Linked DNA regions of Mus musculus: region 2 is linked to region 1. The links are chromatin contacts, called in public Hi-C maps. All regions are on one chromosome and are shown on one strand. Each heading gives the region's core, a stretch centred on a gene start, on an enhancer-like site or on the middle of the called end of the contact. The rest is flanking DNA. Distances are from core to core; before and after follow the strand shown. Region 1 overlaps Fam135b (family with sequence similarity 135, member B). Region 2 overlaps Col22a1 (collagen, type XXII, alpha 1).

What was found. A called contact is a pair of places that touch in the nucleus more often than the background predicts.
Region 2: a contact with region 1 is called in a Hi-C map of the N1E-115 cell line, with 1.9 times the contacts expected there. The contact joins two enhancer-like sites. A contact is called at or near these places in 3 of 484 Hi-C or Micro-C datasets (the N1E-115 cell line, adipose-derived mesenchymal stem cells and nephron progenitors) and 1 of 115 datasets of contacts at active chromatin or transcription factors (astrocytes).

What each region holds. Positions count from the first base shown.
Region 1 is chr15:71,700,787-71,704,525 of GRCm38.p6, forward strand. The region is part of intron 1 of Fam135b (family with sequence similarity 135, member B); the gene reads right to left. Among named protein-coding and RNA genes, the nearest start is that of Fam135b, 25 kb to the right of the region's middle. Within about 2 kb of position 2,350, at least 26 of the 459 cell types and tissues checked have an H3K27ac peak or open chromatin away from gene starts, as enhancers often do. A contact at or near this core is called in the N1E-115 cell line, where this site is marked.
Region 2 is chr15:71,848,611-71,852,323 of GRCm38.p6, forward strand. All of the region lies in intron 46 of Col22a1 (collagen, type XXII, alpha 1), which reads right to left. Among named protein-coding and RNA genes, the nearest start is that of Fam135b, 120 kb to the left of the region's middle. Within about 2 kb of position 1,896, at least 21 of the 459 cell types and tissues checked have an H3K27ac peak or open chromatin away from gene starts, as enhancers often do. A contact at or near this core is called in the N1E-115 cell line, where this site is marked.

The DNA of each region.
Region 1 (3,739 bases), core at 1,100-3,599:
AATTTCTGATATGTAAAACTTATTGCTTGTTTGTGTGGTCACTAATGCCTGGGTAAAATATTCCTTTCATAGAAAAGCTCAGCTCGTAGAGCCTATGATTCTGAATTTGCCTGGAGGCAGGGGAGAAATGGGCAAAGGTATCTATCTCAGAAGCTCCGTGAGGGATAATTATTGTGCAGGAGGCACTGATAATAGAAAATGGGGGATATCACAAGATTTGGACCATGTTGCTACTAACACCAAGGCCGTTTCTTTGGCACAAGGGAGTCTACATATACTAATCCAGAGCCTCTGCTCTTGTTTGCCAAAATATTACAAAAAAAAAAAATGAAAACCAGGTAAATGAGGCAGAAATTGCAGATGGGGGTGGGAGTTGGGCAAAGCAACAGTGTCTGGGTTGGAAATAGACTTCTAGAACGTCAGGATATTTTAGTCATGCAATTGGACAAGAAAATCAGAGCCTGTTGGAATCATTCTTCTCAGTCTAGTGAAGAGAGGGCTACGATCACCTGAGCAGCCATCATGGGGATGATGGCCTCTGTCACGGAGGACCAGAAAGATCACGAAACACAGAATCAATACATTGATTCCCACGTGGGAAACAGAAATCAAATGCTCATTCTTATGCCACCCTCTTGAAAGAAAGTTCCACCTGGAATCTCAGTTCTTCAAGGATTCTGCTTTCAATGTAGACAAAGGAAGAGACCAACAAGGCCTTGAGATACTCTGCCTCCAAAGCTTGCACATTCTAGAATCTCAGGTTCCCCGTTCTCTAATCTAGAACAAAGAGAAACCAAGAGGTAATAGCTATGCTTCCTTTGAAATCTGTAAAATTTGCTTTTCTGTCGTGATTAGACATGGTGCCTGGGTCCAGACTATCTTCATATGAATGTCGGTGACCTGAAATTCCATTGCTGGGTTCCTTCAGCTGCAGAATGAGTATAACAATAGAAGATTCCTCTTAAGCTTTTTGTGGGAACTGATTTAATATATGCACAAGCACTTTCAATGGAGCCGGGCGATGAGTGTAATCATTCATTTGCTCAACTTGCAGTACAAGCCCTTACTGCAAGTGGTGCTTTGTGCTAAGATTTCTGCTCATTACCCATTCCGTACCAAATCTATTTCATTCATTATTCCTGTTCTTTCCATTCACTGACACATTGGTTCTTATAAGAGAGATTAAATACCTTGGTTTTGCAGATTAGGATGTTGAGATTCATGCCTGCAGGTGAATACTTTGCTCATCTTAGATAGAGGAGGCAGGAATAGAAGATTTCATGGGTTAGCTCCATTGGAGACAGAGAAGGAACCCTGTGCTAAGCTGTAACACTTGAATCAGGAAGCTCACCTTTCTCCCAGACCTCAAACACCAACCTTGACTGAAAATGGCCCATGCCACCCTTTGGAGAGGAGAAAAACAGTCAAGGCAGCCGTTTTGAAGGCAGTTCAAACCTGGAAGATATTAATCTAGGAATGGCAGATGCTGCTGTAGGCTGCTACTGCCTGATCCAGGGGCTATTCATTCTCAGTTCCTCCTTTTGTGCAGGGAGGGTTCTGACTGCAGAAACTAGAAAAAGGAAGACAGCCATTCTCCTCTCAGCATTTCCTTAGCTTGATAATGTCGTAGCATTGGTCATTAAACCACCAGTCAAGAGCTACAAACCCATGGATGACAAGGAACAGCCATAGTTGATAAGACAGAGATCAGTTTCTTTAGATAAGCATGAAACAACGAACAAAAGCAAGTCCTGCACTTTCCTAGTCTCTGGCAACTCCAGGTCTGAATTATTTAGTGAACAGTCAAAAGCTACAGTCAGTGAAGTCTACTGTTCCTTAGAGCTGATTGCAAACCTGACTGAAAAGGCCAGACTGCAAAATCTGCAGGGATATCAGGCTCTTATTGAGAGAGTCAGGCAGTGGACCCCAAGGGGCAAACTCACTGTCTATGATATAAATTCTGCCAAGGATCTGAGCAATACTGTGAGATTATACAGACAACACACATACAGGAAATTTTTTTTTGTAAGTAATGTAAGCATGTTCTCAGTTTTAGCATGTAATCTCTCCTGATTTTCAAATTCAAATTGAATTTTGCAGAAAGCACTTTAAATGGACACCCAAGTTCCTTATACATACCCATTTATGACCAAGATTTTTAGAACATAACTCATTACAGCCTTATGAAAAAAGTATGGAGTGAGATGGAATCCCATTTAACAAAAGAGCCCAAAATCCAGAGCTCAAAATCAACATAAGTCACCACAGGAATTCATCTCCAACTGTGACTGTTGGGATTTAACCACAGGCTTGGCTCTTTCCATCATCCATGACCACACTGGAAGTGCCTCCAGGTCTTTTTAAAACCAGCAGGTCATGAACAAAGATAAAGCTCTCTTCACTATGCCTAACCTGCTATGGTAGGAGAAGGTTGCTAATATCCACCCACATACAGTACCATGACTCATGTGTATGTCATCTTGCTCAATGATGCATAGGCCATTGTGGAGCTGTCAGCCCCCACTCCCCAACCCCCATGAAGCCCAAATCAAGGTTAAGATCCGCTGAGTCACTAATCCAAGGTTGGCTTGATAAATGAAGATGCTGATGACAATAATAATTACTAAATCCTCCTGATTTACACTCAAGCACAAACAGAAAATATATATGAATACATGTTTATATATATATATATATATATATATATATATATATATATATATATATGCACTATTTTGTTTTCCTTTTCTCCCACCAAAGGCCACTGTGGATTTTATTTTTATTTATATTTTCTTTCATCACTCTTTGCATTTAGTTTTGTTTCTGTAGTTTTGCCAGAGTCTTTCTTTCCAAGTAGAGCAAGTCACAGCTAAGTATTTTTCAAGGATTTAAGAGGGCAGGATCAAGGCTTTATTGTTCTGATGGAAACTAAGTCAGCTCCTAGGGAGGCAGTTTTACTGCTGAGTAGCTATTTGTATTGAAAGTCAGCTAAAAGACCCAGAGCGGTGAGGTTCCAGCCCTCCTCCTGAGAGCAGGGTGGCCTTTGACAGCTGCCTGAAAGCACACAAGAGAAAACTTGACACTCATCTGAGCTTCAAGACCCCAGTCTGTGACATAGCCCAAGTAAGTAACTCTTCTCTCTTCCCCTCCTGCAAAGGGTGTTTCCATTTTACTTCATTGTAAATACAAAGACTTTCTGATGAGTTTTCAAAAGTAAGAACAGGAAAACTGTAAGGAGTTTTCCATTAGACAAAATTAGCTTAGAAAGATGCAAGGTGAGTTTCATATCAATGCTTTAGTGAGAAAAGTGTGTGTGTGTGTGTGTGTGTGTGTCCCTGTTTATCTTGAAAAATGTTTATCTTGAAAAATGTTTATCTTGAAAAATGTTTAATTTAAGGCCAGAAAATATTTTTCTTCTATTGAACAGGGACACTTCTGTGATTTTTTTTATATCATTTAGAGTTATTAAGCTAAAAATGTTTTTGAAATGGAAACAATAGGAGAACATCATAACTCCAATGTTTTGCATGGTCAGTTCACTGACATCTCTAGGGCAATAAGTAATCTAAAAGATATCAAAATTCTCAGCCCTGAAAAGATAGTTTCTGTCACTGAATTTTTGGTGACAAAGCATGTGTTGAATACTTCCTTCATCAGGTTCTCTTGCTAAGCAGATTAAGAAAAAAAGATGGAAAAACCAACCTCCCTGCCCCCCTTCTTTGCCTTACCATGCTCTGTG
Region 2 (3,713 bases), core at 646-3,145, 150 kb after region 1:
GCAAGTCAAGCCACAGAAAATTTCATTAGAACTAACACTGTAAATATAAAAGTATGCTTTAAGTGCTTTTACCAGTTCTTCAAATTCTTTATTAAACCATTGCTGCCAACCATGGTGACAGTAGACAGAAGCAAGCCCTGCTAGAATTTTACAATCAGCTGGTAAAATGTTTTTTAGTTGAGTTTCAGGTCCCTTAGGGGAGCATAAGCAAACAAACAGGGCTGAGAGGAATGCAGTTCTAAGCCTGGTATGTCACGTCCCTCCTGAGTCTGAACCCAGTGATGCACAGAAGATAGCGCAGAAGGATGGATAATGGTCCTATATGAGATTTGTAGCCATGGTGAGAAGTGGGTCAGAAGGTCCAAGCTGAGGGAAAGAGAAGATCAAGACGAAAGTGAGGTCTTCCAGGGATGTGAAACAGAGGCAGAAACGAGCATCGGGAGGTCCTGAAGAGCTGATGTGCAAGAAGGGTAAGGCCGAGATCTTATGGGCTTTTCCCGTCCACTTTGGCAGGTTCATTACTGTCAGCCTTGCTCAGTTCATGTTTGGCAGCCATGTTTGTATTTAAAAAAAATATTTTGAGATAGAATTTCATAATGCTCAAACTGACCTGAATGTCATAAATAGTTAAGGACAGCCTTGAACTCCTAATTATTCAGCCCCCACAAGTGCTGGCATATGGATGTGGCCACTTCATTCAGTTTATTTAATATGTCTTTTGCTTTGGGAATTTGGTATATTGGGTCTTTTTGGTTTTTGTTTGTATGTTTGTTTTGGGGGTTTTTTTTTGTTACTGTTGTTTTGTTTTCTGGGTTTTTTGTTTTGTTTTGCTTTGTTTTGTTTTGTTTTTGGTTGGTTGATTTTGTTTTGTTTTTGAGACAGCTTCTTAAACTATACTCCAGGCTGTCCTACAACTATGTAGCCAAGTTGACCTTAAACTCATAGTGATGCATCCATATTGCATCATGACTACTGGGAATACAGGTGTTAGCCACCATACATGGCTTTTGGTTTAGTAGATTCTTTTTTCTAAGACAGGGTTTTATGCTTTATTAAAGGCTGGCCTGAAACTCACTCTGTAGCCTAGCCTGGGCTCAAACTTGTATCACCACTCCTGCCTCAGCCTCCCAAGTGCTAAGATTGCTGAAGTAAGCCACTACAACGAGTGTACTTACTGGAATAACAACTGCATTTCATCAAACAGCAACATTTCCATTTCTTTAAAATAACCTACTGGGCTGTGAAGAGTCCTTGACAGTGAATCAGTCTGGCACTGGTTTCATTCCTGTCCCTCATCTCTGCATCCTTAGGCAGGCCATACCCCTTTCTAGGTCTCAATCTGTCCATCTAAAAGGATGAGGGGTGGGGAAGGTCAATGTAAGAGAGTCCAGAGCCCAGCAGTTTTCTCATGAGGTGAAATCCGGCTTTCTTTCCGTTCAGCTTATTCTAGCACGCAGCAGCTCATTGATGTCATGGCTGATGGTTAATGACACTCTATCCCACAGTCCCTAGACTGTGTTATGAATCATTGCTTATAAAGCACTAGGTGTCATTGTTTAGAGGAAGGAAGAAAATAGTTCACAGGAAAAAAACCTGATTCCGTCATCTTTACATGCTGTTAGATCTAAGTGCCTAAAGTTGGCATTCTGTCTGCACCCACTTTATAATCAAAGCAGTGTCGCAGAGCTTCACACTGCCTCACTGACATTCAGGGACAATTGGCCTTAAAGGTAAATGTATTCCTTTCAAATCCCAGTCTTCAGTCTAGCTGTAGAGTGGTTTCAACATTCAGCTGTCGACAATAAGAATGCCAGCAGCTCAGGATCCCCATAGTTGTCCCTGTCTCCGTGCCCACTACAGACAAAGATCTGCACAAACACAGCCACCTCCAAACATGACTCATTTCCTTCCAGGAAGGGATCTGACATTTCTGGAGTCCCTGCCCCGCTAGACATTCAGTTAGGGCTTTAAAAGACCCTGTTACATGTAACGTTTTGGCTGTAAGCTGAGCTCATGGCTAAGAGTATAAACTGTCTAAGACATCTGCCTTAGTCATTGACCTTGGTAACAAATCTGGGCTAAGAACAGTGGCACCAGCTATAACCCCTACACTTGAGCAGGGAGGGCGGGAGGTGAAGGAATGCAAGGTGCTTTTCATTTACAGAGTGAATTCCAGAAGAGTCTAGGCACTGTGAGATTTTGAATGTTTTTTTAAATCCATCAATAATTGTTTTAATCAGCCACCCAAGGTCACAGAACAAGAAGAGTAGGGACTCAGTCTGTCTGGTTATCAAATATCCGAGTAACCTCTTCCCAACCAAGTCATTTTCCTGACTCTCTTGGGGCTATGATGCCTGGTTTAGGTGGTTTATGATTTCTTGAGATTTGACGAGAGTGGAGAAGGCAGATCAGCCATGTTAACAGCAGGTGAGATCCATGGTTGTACACTGGACGTTCAACAACCAAAAGGCAGCTCTGAATCCCATCTTCTCAGGGCTTTTATCCTTGCAAAGGACAATTTTACTAGCCCAGTTCTCTTTAGATCATTATTAAATACCCTTGCCAAAATCTTCATTCTTGCTTCTCAACTCAGCCCTATACAAAGAATCTATTCCATAGAATAAACAAACAAACAAATGAATAAATAAATAAATAAATAATAAGGAACTATATCACTCCACATGCACAGTTCTTTACTTTTGCATAGTTGCAACTAAACACCTGACAGAAAGAGATGAATTATTTATTTTGGCTCATATTTTCAGAGGTATCAATCACATAACGGTAAGAGCAGCATGAGGGAGCAGAAAAATGTGTATCAGAGAAGCCGTGAAGTAGAGAATGGGGCTATAGGAAAGATCCAGGGCAAGGCATACTCCAAGGGCCTGATAACCTGCTTTCCACGGCTGTGTTTTATCACAGCAATAGAAAAGTAGCTAATATACAAATATTTTACCTATTCATTGCCAGGAACTCAATTAAAGCCTTTCTCAGAACCTAGTAATCATCTCTCTGGAATTTAATAAACACGGGGGGGGGGGTGCCTTTCTTCCCCGGTTCCTGCTGGAAAGAGAGATGCTAACATAGGGAGCAATCTGGATCACAGGAACAAAAACACCCCCTGTGGTAAAGACTGGAGATGCTTGTGTAAGCCCCTACCTTACTGATGATCACACAGGTACATAGCCCATTTGGAATGAATGTGGTTGATGAATGGGGTGACATGTCCTCTATCTTAGTCCTGAATAGCACTTCCTGAGACACGCATGCTAAATCCAACCCTACAGACTGGCTACCTAAGACTTAAGTCGTTTTTGACTCTCCCGCCTCCTACCCAGACTGTGGTGTACGCTGTATTCTGAATCAGCATTCAGAGGATGATAAGATTGTTTCCTTTTCTATCTTTGTAGAGAAGTTTCTTAGGTTAGAAGGAGACATTGATTTGCTTTTAAATATAATTCTAAATTAATATAATCATTAATTTGGAAAAAAAGGTACCATTTTGTTTGTGTTTCCATTGTTTAGAGTCTCCCTTTGTGCTTTGTCCTTTGTAAATCAAAGCTGCTGGAGCTCCTCCTGGGGTCTACAAGCTGTGGAGGGGAGGGTGTGAACTCTGCCAGCAAATAGCCTTTGCTCCTTTCATATGAGGCCCAGCTGTGCCCTGCCTAGAAACTGCCCCCCTCCAAGATGCATTGCAAACCCTGCTTAATCCC